Regions from separate parts of the Lactuca sativa genome. Here region 1 is linked to region 2. Evidence: chromatin contacts called from public Hi-C data. All regions are on one chromosome and are shown on one strand. Each heading gives the region's core, a stretch centred on a gene start, on an enhancer-like site or on the middle of the called end of the contact. The rest is flanking DNA. Distances are from core to core; before and after follow the strand shown. Region 1 holds the start of LOC111886262 (transcription activator GLK1). Region 2 holds the start of LOC111886225.

Evidence for each region. Hi-C and Micro-C count contacts between places; a contact is called where the count stands out from the background.
Region 1: a contact with region 2 is called in a Hi-C map of leaf, with 4 times the contacts expected there. The contact joins the promoter of LOC111886262 here to the promoter of LOC111886225 in region 2. A contact is called at or near these places in 2 of 4 Hi-C or Micro-C datasets (both in leaf).

The regions. Positions count from the first base shown.
Region 1 is chr4:108,309,755-108,315,096 of Lsat_Salinas_v11, reverse strand. It overlaps LOC111886262 (transcription activator GLK1), which reads left to right and starts at 3,892. Exons shown (of 6, transcript XM_023882505.2): 1 at 3,892-4,660; 2 at 5,292-5,342. The coding sequence starts at 4,199.
Region 2 is chr4:108,137,842-108,143,255 of Lsat_Salinas_v11, reverse strand. LOC111886225 reads left to right here and starts at 2,473. Exons shown (of 18, transcript XM_023882461.3): 1 at 2,473-2,640; 2 at 2,924-3,202; 3 at 3,395-3,484; 4 at 3,666-3,777; 5 at 4,306-4,333; 6 at 4,442-4,540; 7 at 4,686-4,746; 8 at 4,849-4,883; 9 at 4,977-5,051; 10 at 5,202-5,297. The coding sequence starts at 3,137.

The sequences.
Region 1 (5,342 bases), core at 2,643-5,142, 170 kb before region 2:
ATAATAGATCAATAGAGCGTATGTGGTTAACCGCCACATTGATTAGGTGATAAATGTCTTTGAGAGTATCAAGCTAATTTGCATGGTTATTCACACCTTATTTGTGATCATCGGTATCCTAGTCACAAACTTGAAGGGCATAATCGAGATTAAACATGCCATTGAAAAGTTCAATAAATCTCAAAAGATCTAGGACTTTCAATTCATCTAAAACTTAATATTCTTTTTCTTTTTTCGTGGTGGAATTGGTAAATCGTCACTTACCTACCAACAAATAGTTTGCAATTGGATTACGACATCCCTCTTCCGAATTGTAAATTATTGTGTTGGGTCCTAGCCTTGATATTTCATTTAGGTGATATATTAAGGATTTAATCAACTAACTTGAATTTTCTCCCGTTTTGTATATGTCTGATTCTAACAACTATGGTCTTCCCGAATCTTTTGGAAAAAGCTTTCCACATGAAGATGATGTTCCACGATTGGATCATGGAAATGGAAATCCTTCTTCACTTCCTCCACCTCCTCCAATAGTTCTCCCCGACCTACGTGTTCATCTACTTGAAAAGTTCAAGGTCACTCAAGCCCTATTGGCAAGCAAACACCAAGATGAAAGGTCTGTAAGTGCACACGTCTTGGAGTTGAAGTCGCACATTGATAGACTAGGGATGTTGGGTGTCGTTTTCCCGAGGAAGTTGGTTGTTGACTTGGTTCTTCAGTCACTTCCCGATTCGTATAGTCAGTTCGTTAAGGACTACTATATGGCAGATCACGACGTGACCCTTATTGATCTAACCTATTTGCTTATTGCTACTAAATCAACAATGATTTGGCATACTTGTAAAGGAAATTTGATTGGAAGATCAACTTCCCGAACTTCCATCAACATTGACAATGGAAACATTGGAAGTCCAAAAAAGTATTCTCTTCCCAATGGAAAGGTATCGGTCATGGTCAAACCGTTTGACCAAATGGTAAAGAGAAAGGAGGAGTCTAAGATAGTCCCATGCACCATTCTGAATGAGTCTGTTTTTTCTATTTCCAAGAGAAGGGGCATTGGATGCGAAGCTGCTGTATCTACCTAAAGGATCGCAAGGATGATAAAGTCAAAATGTATGACTCTACTTCAGGTAAGCTCACTATCTAACTCTATTAAGTTCCTATTTATAGATTCTTAATACATGATGTGATAAGATTGCATTTTGATGTTTTTTTAGGATAGAAGAAAAGAAACAACGCCTAAAGGAAGAGTAAGTTGAGTCTGGTCGCGAAGAGATGGATTTCGATCGCATTGTTTGATGACCGGATTTTTTGAGCTACTTAGGAGTTATGATAGATTGCTTAGGAATATTAGTTACATAGTTTTCATAAGTATTTGCATTGTAAGGACATGTTTTTCCGCAACTTAATAAATAAATAAAAATTTGATTTTATCTTATTTTATGTTTCCTTGCAATGGAATTTATGAAAATTGTTGTTTATATGTTTCTATTAATAGCAATGTAGAAAATGTTTGATTCTTAGTTAAATTGATTATATTAGTGTCGTAATTTTGTTAGTAAGGAAAGATTCTCATCGCCCAAGTTTCAATTGGACAGAAAATTGGAATCATGTGATTTGAATTATATGATGTATGAAAATCTTGGTACTTGGGAAAATTGGGACTAATTCCTTGTTCGCATATGTATGTGAGTCAAGTGAAGGACTGTAAGATCTGGTACACATTGATGTGCACTGGTCAAGTCCGCCACAAAGAACGATAAGACAATTCGTCGTGATTTACTAAAAGTTTAGGAAACATGGTTATACTTATAAGATTAAGTGTAATTCTGAATCATTTGAAAAGTTTCAATGTATGACAGAACGAATAAGAATAATCATTTAGGCATAAAGATAAAAGTTTCTCAAATCTGAAAAGAAATGAGAATACTTAAGTATCGTGTTTTATGTTCGTCTTAGTGATTATGAAACTGTGTCACAATTGATCCTCTAAGGACACCTAGGTGCATTTATATGACCAAGAAGAGGTATCGGGAAATTGTTGAAATGGTTAAATCAAAAGCTGAATCATACATCGTTCCAAAATTAAGTCTTAGATTCGAACTCCAAGATTATGCCTTGAGTGACACATCTTTAAGAAAGTTTATAAGACCTCATGAAATGTGGAGTAGAAATGTTTCTTACTCTTGCACATTTGAAATTGGTAGTTGTGATGTCTTGGATAAGACAAAGACCAACTAAGACCAATTATATGAAGTGTTTTCTTGATAAGAATCCGTACAAACACTTGAATATTTGTTTGTCGAGGAACATTTCTCGACAGAGAATCTTATATGTCAAGAGGTCAGTGGGATTCTTAAAGGTCTTTGAAAGTTTCAAGAAATAATCAAGTATAAACCTTTTGTTCAACACTAGCACACGACTTGAGGGTTGTAACCTATCGTGTTGACAAATTCTTGTTTCTGTGTCATTCCAGTTAAAGTTGACTATGCATGTGAATTCTAAGAGTTCTCAATTGTTTGCATAAGGAAAGGCACCTTGATCTATGAAAGTTCATTGACCAGTATAGGTGAGCTGTTCAACAACCTGGAAGCTATATATGGTAGGCCCTATACTACGAAGTGCCAAGAAATTAAGATTGAACAAGTTCAGTCCATATGAGTTTAGATTTATCACAAACCTTGTCTTGTGATTACTGTTATGACAAATTCACATGGATAGGAATACATATACCATAAAATCTGAGTGGCAAAAGGTTTCTCTCCAATTCATGAAAATGATTGTGAGAAAACGCTTTCACTAAGTGGATTTTAAGGAGTTAGCAGTTGTGCTAATTGCGTTCTCAAATTCGATTATGATTACGACATCCCTCTTCATAGTTCGAATTATGAGAAAGGGCAAATAGTCTGAACATTCGGGACTTACTGTTGTAAGTTCTGAAATAGTTTAGACATACATTTGAGCTATCTAAGGAAAGGTGTATGAGTTTGTGAAGCCTAGATAAAAGTATTATCGAAGCATCTTGTATCAGAAATATGAACTTTGGTAAGAAAGTCAATAAGTATTGATTTCTAGAAATCTAACTGATTTTTGGGTACATGTCAAAGCTAGTGGGAGCATAAGTGTTATGCTAGTAAGGACATAATTATTGGGCTAGTGGGAGCATAATCATTATGATAGGTGTTGCGAGATAGAAATGCTATTTATAGGAAACAAAGTTTTGATTTGCAAAGTTGCGAGGTAGAAATGCTATTTATAGGAAACAAAGTTCTCACCAGGCCAAGCCCGATGTTAGTTTGACTTCTCTTTTTTTTGACGTTCTCCCTGAGGGATACGTTAACAATATATAGGGATAAGTTCATTTGAGACGGTCTAATTTTGTGAGACCGTAAGATCATGTTTTTCCAGTAAAATATTTTAATATTCTAATGTTCATAAAAATTAAATATATGTAATATTCTAATACTCTAAAACAATAACATATTTTATATTAAAATATTCTAAAACATATATATTAGAATATATTGAATATTCTATTTTTATGAACAAAATATTAAAATATTTCATTAAAAAAATTTAATCTCATTATCTCACAAAATTATGCTCGTCTTTTATATATATATATATATATATATATATATATATATATATATATATATATATATATATATATATATATATATATATATATATATATATATATATATATATATATATATAAAAGTCGAAGAAAATATTAAAACAACTCACGAGTGCACCTATATGCATATTGCGCAAATATTTCTTGAAGCTCCCCAAAAAACCACACCCACAAACCACACACCCTCTGCATTATATTTTACTACTATATATGTCTGTATAGAGATATGATATAATAAGAAAAAAAATCCAAAAACATATACATGAATACAAAGAAACAAGACCCCTCCACAATGACTCAACTCAAATTTGTTGTGGTTGAGATCCAACCTCACCACTCCCTCACACTGCAATAAACAAACAATTCATATCAATCCCATTATTTATCTCAAGTTGTCTCTTTTGCCTTCAATCGGAGAATTCAAACTCTGCTTTAATTCTTTCCCGGAATGCCCTTTTCATGCAAATAATAATCATCCTATAGACACGTACTGCACCACTATAGTGTGATTTTGTGTGTTTGTATAATACACAGTCTCATCAGTTTAACGGTGTTGTAATGTTAGCTGTTGTGTCACCACTAGAAAACAACACCGGCAGAGATGGGAGAGATCTTGGAGGTGAGATGGTCGGGTTTTCTGTTGGCGATGACTTCCCTGACTTCTCAGATGATAATTTGCTGGAGAGTATTGATTTTGATGATCTATTTGTGGGGATGGATGATCGGGACATGCTGCCTGATTTGGAAATGGACCCAGAACTCATGGCCGGAGAATTCTCTCTTAGTGGCGGAGAAGATTCATCTGATCAGTTTAATAACAACAGTATGAATTCCTTCTCCTCCAGTGATCAGAAAGCTGAGGATTTGATATCAAGAAAAGAAGAAGTTGTGAGCAAAAGAGATCGAAGAAATGAAGGTGGAGCTACGAACCCAGCTCATAAAGAAAAAGATGCCGATAGAGGACGGAAATCTTCATCCGACAAATCCAAGAACTCTTGTCAAGGAAAGAGGAAAGTGAAGGTAAACAAAAACACCTGCTTGCATAGTTATGCCTCAAAAAAAACTATTAATGTTAGGGTTAGGGTACAAGCAGTATTAAATTCATGAACTATAATCACGGTTTTTTCTATATTTAAACAGCTAAATAACGAATATATTAAAAGATAGAGCGATACGATTAAATAAAGACTTCTTGAGATTAGGGTTTCAAACAGAAAATATATTAGTATACAAAAAAATGTTGAGGTTAGTAGAAATAGTAACTAGTTCCAATCTAAAATCTATATATATATATATATTCTTATATGATTATAATATGAAGGTATTCCAATCAACTTTACTTATTTAGAACCCACGAAAACTACCAAACCGAATAAAAAACTTTTAAGTATTAGTTTCACGGGTTGCCAATTAACTCTCTTCACGGGTATCATCTCAAGGAAAATCTATGGCCAATTCACAGATCCCAATGGCCATACTGGATACATATCCATAAATCCAAACTATTACTCAACTTATATAACTTGAGTCTCATTAGCTGGACTATTTAGTGCCATCTCGGCTCCATTTCATTAAATGGTTATTTCTCGAAAAACTTAATAAACTTATCAGCTAGCGTTACATGTAAGTAATACGTATGGATGGTGTATAGGTTGACTGGACGCCGGAGCTACACCGGAGATTCGTGCAAGCGGTGGAGCAG
Region 2 (5,414 bases), core at 1,224-3,723:
TCAAGAACTCAGACAATCTTCATCCGACTCGCCGAGTCATATGAACAACTCGACGAGTTGTTCTTCGATCTAAGAAGATTGCCTTGGACTCGCCGAGTTGTATGAACAACTCGTCGAGTCCCACCATTACTGTGTCTACCCTCCGACTCACTGAGTCCATCCTACTGCTCTCTGGCCTCCACTCGGAATCACTCAAAGGGTAAAGATCGGGGACTCGCGACCGGACTCACCGAGTCCAAAGAACGACTCGCCGAGTCACATGCATGCAGATCCTAAAAACCCGATTCTGCTCAGCACCACCGCATACAAATTATAGATCTGAGTTCCTAAGGTTGATTTACCACGTAAAGTTTCCAACTTTACGTGTACATACACATGAAAAAGGAGATAAAGGCTAAAAAGGCACTTAGAAGAGTAGATCTAGGGTTATCATGCAAAATGGCTCCATAAAGGTGATAGATCTACGATTTTGGAACTGAAACATGGCTAGATCCGAAGGCTAATCAATCTAATGTGATCTCTCTACCAAGAACAAGCTAAGAAATGGCTAAAAGAGGCTAAATATGCCTGTTAAAGAGAAATCAATCATAGAAACAGAAGGAATTCGGTTAATACCTCAATAAACTCTGAAATGGGTGCAAGACCTTGGATCTTCTTCTTCTCCTTTGGATCTAGCCTCCTTCTTCTCTTCAAAACTTCAAGATTCACACAAGAAATACTCAATTACTCAAGGAAACAATTAGGGTTTGCTAAATGATGCTCTGAGGGTGAAGGGGACGAGTTTGGGGGCTCATAAGGTGGTTTAAATAGGGTGCAAACCCGGGGATTTAGGGTTTCTACCTGGCAGGCAGACTCGCCGAGTCCCGAATATGGACTCGCCGAGTCGCCTACTAACACGTGCTCAAAAACTCGCCCCTACTCGACGAGTCAGGACATAGACTCGCCGAGTCCCTCTCGAAAACTTCAAGATAAATACCACGGAAGCAACATACTAGAAATGAGGCGTTACAAGAAGGCTCCTATGAAGAAGGTTCTTGTGAAGAAGGGTCCTGTGAAGAGAAGTCCTATGAAGAAGGTTCCTTTGAATGATGCTGGTAGGGTGAGAAAGTTTTCAAAAAGAATCACAGAAATTGGTATTCAAAAAAATGTTAAAGTCAAGTATGAAACTGGATGCAACCAAGACAAACATGTGACCTTAGAGTAATTAGGTTTTGATGTAGTGGGGTAATGCATGTGACATATATATTTTGATGTAGTGTGGGGTAATCTTTTGAACTTTATTACTATATTACCCCTACTAGTTGTTTACTTTTGATGTACTTGTCGAATCTTTTGAACTAAATTACTGTATTACCCCTGTTGGTGGGCTTATCTTTTGTAATTATTAAATGGCTCGATGCCTTTTGTCATCCACTTTTATTTGTCTTTACATCCAATTCTCTATAAAAGAATCTTTCTTGTAATTTGTCTTGGTTTTACCTCCATTTGACTGAGTTAATTACATCAACATCTATATATAATAACAATAAGCTTTACCATTACATAAACATAAAGCACATCAACATCCATTACATAAACAAGAATTACACTACAAGTCTATTACATCAAAATCCCATAAAAACCACCAGAAGCATATCTTCAACCCCAAAACATAACCTTAACAATGACCAGCAAAATCAGTATCTAAATCATAACCTTCAACTGTTTCACTTCTTCTCTAACAGATGCCACATCCTCTAAAACTTGTTTAAGATAATCTGCAAAATCTGAAAGAGCATCTTTTGCAATGGCCTTCATATTCTCAGGTTCTTCATCAATCCATTCCCAAAATTTACACTTTTTCCCCTGGTTTCTGTAGTAATAAAATCAACAACATAGCAGGAAAGAAGAAGCAAATTGATTCGATTTGACAAATAAAATCAATTTAGGTATTTACCAATGAGTTAGGGCACACTCGGAATTTCTTTCCAGAGTTATCTTTGGTCTTGGAGGTACGAATTCTTGAAGGGAGTTCACAATCACAGAGGACGTCCTTATCTACTCTCTGATTGCTTGAACCTGTGGAGATTCTTGAGCCACTTGACATCTTCTTTCTTCTTCTACGAAATCCCCACTTTTATGTGTTCGAGTTTGAAGCTTCCTGAATTTGGATGTTAACATTCGTTTATAAGGAGTCACTAAGCTAATTAATTTTTATGCAGTTGTTGTTAGGGCCACGTGTGCTTTCACATCAGCAGAACCGATAGAAGTCGGTCAAAAGGATCTATTGTGTACATATTAATAAAATATAAGGGCTTAATTTACAAAAAAAAAAAATAAAAACAAAATGTGTACATTTTAAAAAGTAACCTACCCTTTAAAGTCATTTTCCCTTAACCTTTATTTATTTCACTTTGTTTAGGAATGGACCAATATACCCTTAACCTAATAAGTAATGGACCAATATACCCTTAACCTAATAAAGTTTTCGTTCGTATGTTCACCAGAAGAAAAAGAAACAGCGCAGCCTCCCTTCTTCTCTCGTCGCTCCTCAGGCGATTCCCTATTCCTCGTCGTTGATTGCTCACCGCCGACTTCCATCGTCGGATACCGTCGCACCCACAGCACCGGCGACCGTCGCACACCACAAATACGATTCATGTACGATTTTCTTCATCGTTTACTGCTTTCGTTCAACTGTATTTTGCTGCTCTTGATTTTCCTTTTTCCCCCGATTTCGGTTGAAATCTAAATCATATGTTTGTTGAAATCGAAATATGTATGATGTCTGATAATTTTAGATATATGTGTTCAATTGCTTCGATTTTATTTTTTCCCCTGATTTCAGTTGAAATTGCCTGCTGTCACTACAATGGTGTATCAGCGTGTCTATTCAATTGCTGTCTAATGGTCATAACTGTTCAATTGCTCCTGTTCTTAACAGGAAATACACATTGTGTTCATAACAAGAACATACACATATTGTCATAATATAAAAGGAAGCCCTTTTTGGTAATTTTGCCAAACACCCGCGAATCATCGGCTTTCTCACCTTTGCCGCCGCCGGAACTACCATCAACGTTATCGAAGCTCTGCATCTAAATCTATTTGATAAACTCTGCAACGAAACAAACGTTCACTTACTGTTTTTAGAAGTATGAGGGTTAAGGTTATTTCTCGCTCTGCAGATGATTTTACACGCGAGCGGAGTAATGATCTTCAGGTAATTTTGTTTCGGTGTCTGTATGATTTCGAGAAAAGAATAGCAAATATATTAGATTTACTACAAAACCCCGGTCGAATTTTCGTGTGATGAGTGCTTCGATTGACATCAAAATTCAAGTGTAGTTTTTTTTTTGAGACGATGGGAGTCTGATTATCTCGTTGATGTTAATTTCATTTCCTATTGTATCAGAGGGTTTCTCGAAACTACGACCCAAACCTTCGTACTCAAGAGAAGGCTGTGGAGTATGTTAGAGCCCTTAATGCAGCTAAATTAGATAAGGTAATACTCTCTCTCTCTCTCTCTCTCTCTCTCTCTCTCTCTCTATATTCGATACCTGTTTGATATGCTTTTCATTTTTCTAACTAATTGATTTGTTGTGCTTTGAATGTTAAAGCAAATCATTGTTTTTTAGTTATTTTTTGTTATAGTTGAGATTAATTTTGACATGGACACATGATAGGTATTTGCAAGACCATTTATTGGAGCCATGGATGGGCATATAGACGCCATCTCATGTATGGCAAAAAACCCTAGTCACTTGAAAGGTGTATTTTCTGGTTCTATGGATGGAGGTAAGCTTCAGTTGCCATATTTATTTGTTTCTTTTGGCCTATGTTTTTTCTTCTTTTAATTCAATAACACATACAAATAGATCAAATATTTTCTTTCAAACGTTTGTGAACTTAACTTGATATAGGGAAAGATGTAACACTAAGTTTATAACATTATATATCAATTTTTGTTTACTTACTGGTGATTAATTTTTCAGTAAGATTTAGTCACTGAATGCAATATGTATTATATGTCAAACTGACTTAACAAGTAGGTTTGTGAAATTGCCAAAGCCCCAAAAGTAAGAATGGTATTTTTGGTAATTAACCCATTTAAGCATACAATAATAGTGATGAACACAAGTGTCAATTTTGTATGAGAAGCTTATGTAGATAAGTTTGTCTGTTTGAAGTCAAAAGGAAGCATATATTTTTCCTTAAGTAAGTCGGAATATTCTGAAAAGACAAGTGTTTCTTTTGGCTATATGTTTTTAAAAACCAAGTTATGTTCTGTAACAACTAACATGTTGAATTTGTGATTCCTTGCAGATATTCGTTTATGGGATATTGCTTCGAGGTAATACTGAAGCGTAGGAAAACATGATATATTAATATATAATATAACAACATATGAAGAAATTTGTTATTCTTATAATTCTTTGGAAATCAAACTTTTGTATTCTAGGAAAACAATTTGTCAATATCCTGGGCACCAAGGTGCAGTACGAGGTTTAACTGTATCTACAGATGGTGGTGTTCTTGTTTCATGTGGAACAGATTGCACGTAAGCTTTATGATGTTAGATTTGGGTAGTGTTTGGTATCATGGAAATGTCTATTCAACCAAACTGAGTATTAGTATTTTAGCAATTTATAATCCTGAACTTGAACATTAACTTTGATGTGTTTATTGTTACTTAATTGAATCAGTGTTAGACTGTGGAGGGTTCCTCTTTCAAGTGGCATCGACTCATCTGATTCCTCAGAAAAGGTTAGTGCTAAGTGCTAAGTGCTAATTGCTAACCCTAGTTTGGTTTCTTGATTCTTGCTCATGTTAACATGTTTATGCAAATTTATGTTTTTATGATTGCAGTTAATTGCATCCTATGTTTGGAAAAATGCCTTCTGGTAAGTTTACTAGTATATTACTATCTCTTGCATTGTGAAACTCAACGATTATCTTTTTCATGTTTTCATGGATTTTGACTTTATTATTTTCAGGGGTGTGGACCATCAATGGGAAGGTAGTCTTTTTGCCACAGCTGGTGCTCAAGTTGATATATGGGACCACAATAGGTAATGAGCCAAATTTAGCTCAGATCATTGATACAATGGTGTTTTGTTTGGTATGATGGAATTGAGAAGGGATAGGAATGGAATGCGTCATTCCATTCCATTCAAGACCTGTATAGTTTTGTGTGTCTAATTGGTGTGCTCATGATATAGGTCGCAGCCAGTTAACAGTTTCGAATGGGGAAATGACACGGTTATTTCTGTCCGATTTAATCCCGGGGAACCAAATATACTTGCAACATCTGGAAGGTCACTTGATTCTATATAATATATATAACATTGGCTTAAATGCAAGAAACAGCTACACACTTTTCCTTCCATTCGTTCATCTCTAAAGTTTTTTTTTTTTTTTTTTTTTTTTTTGGT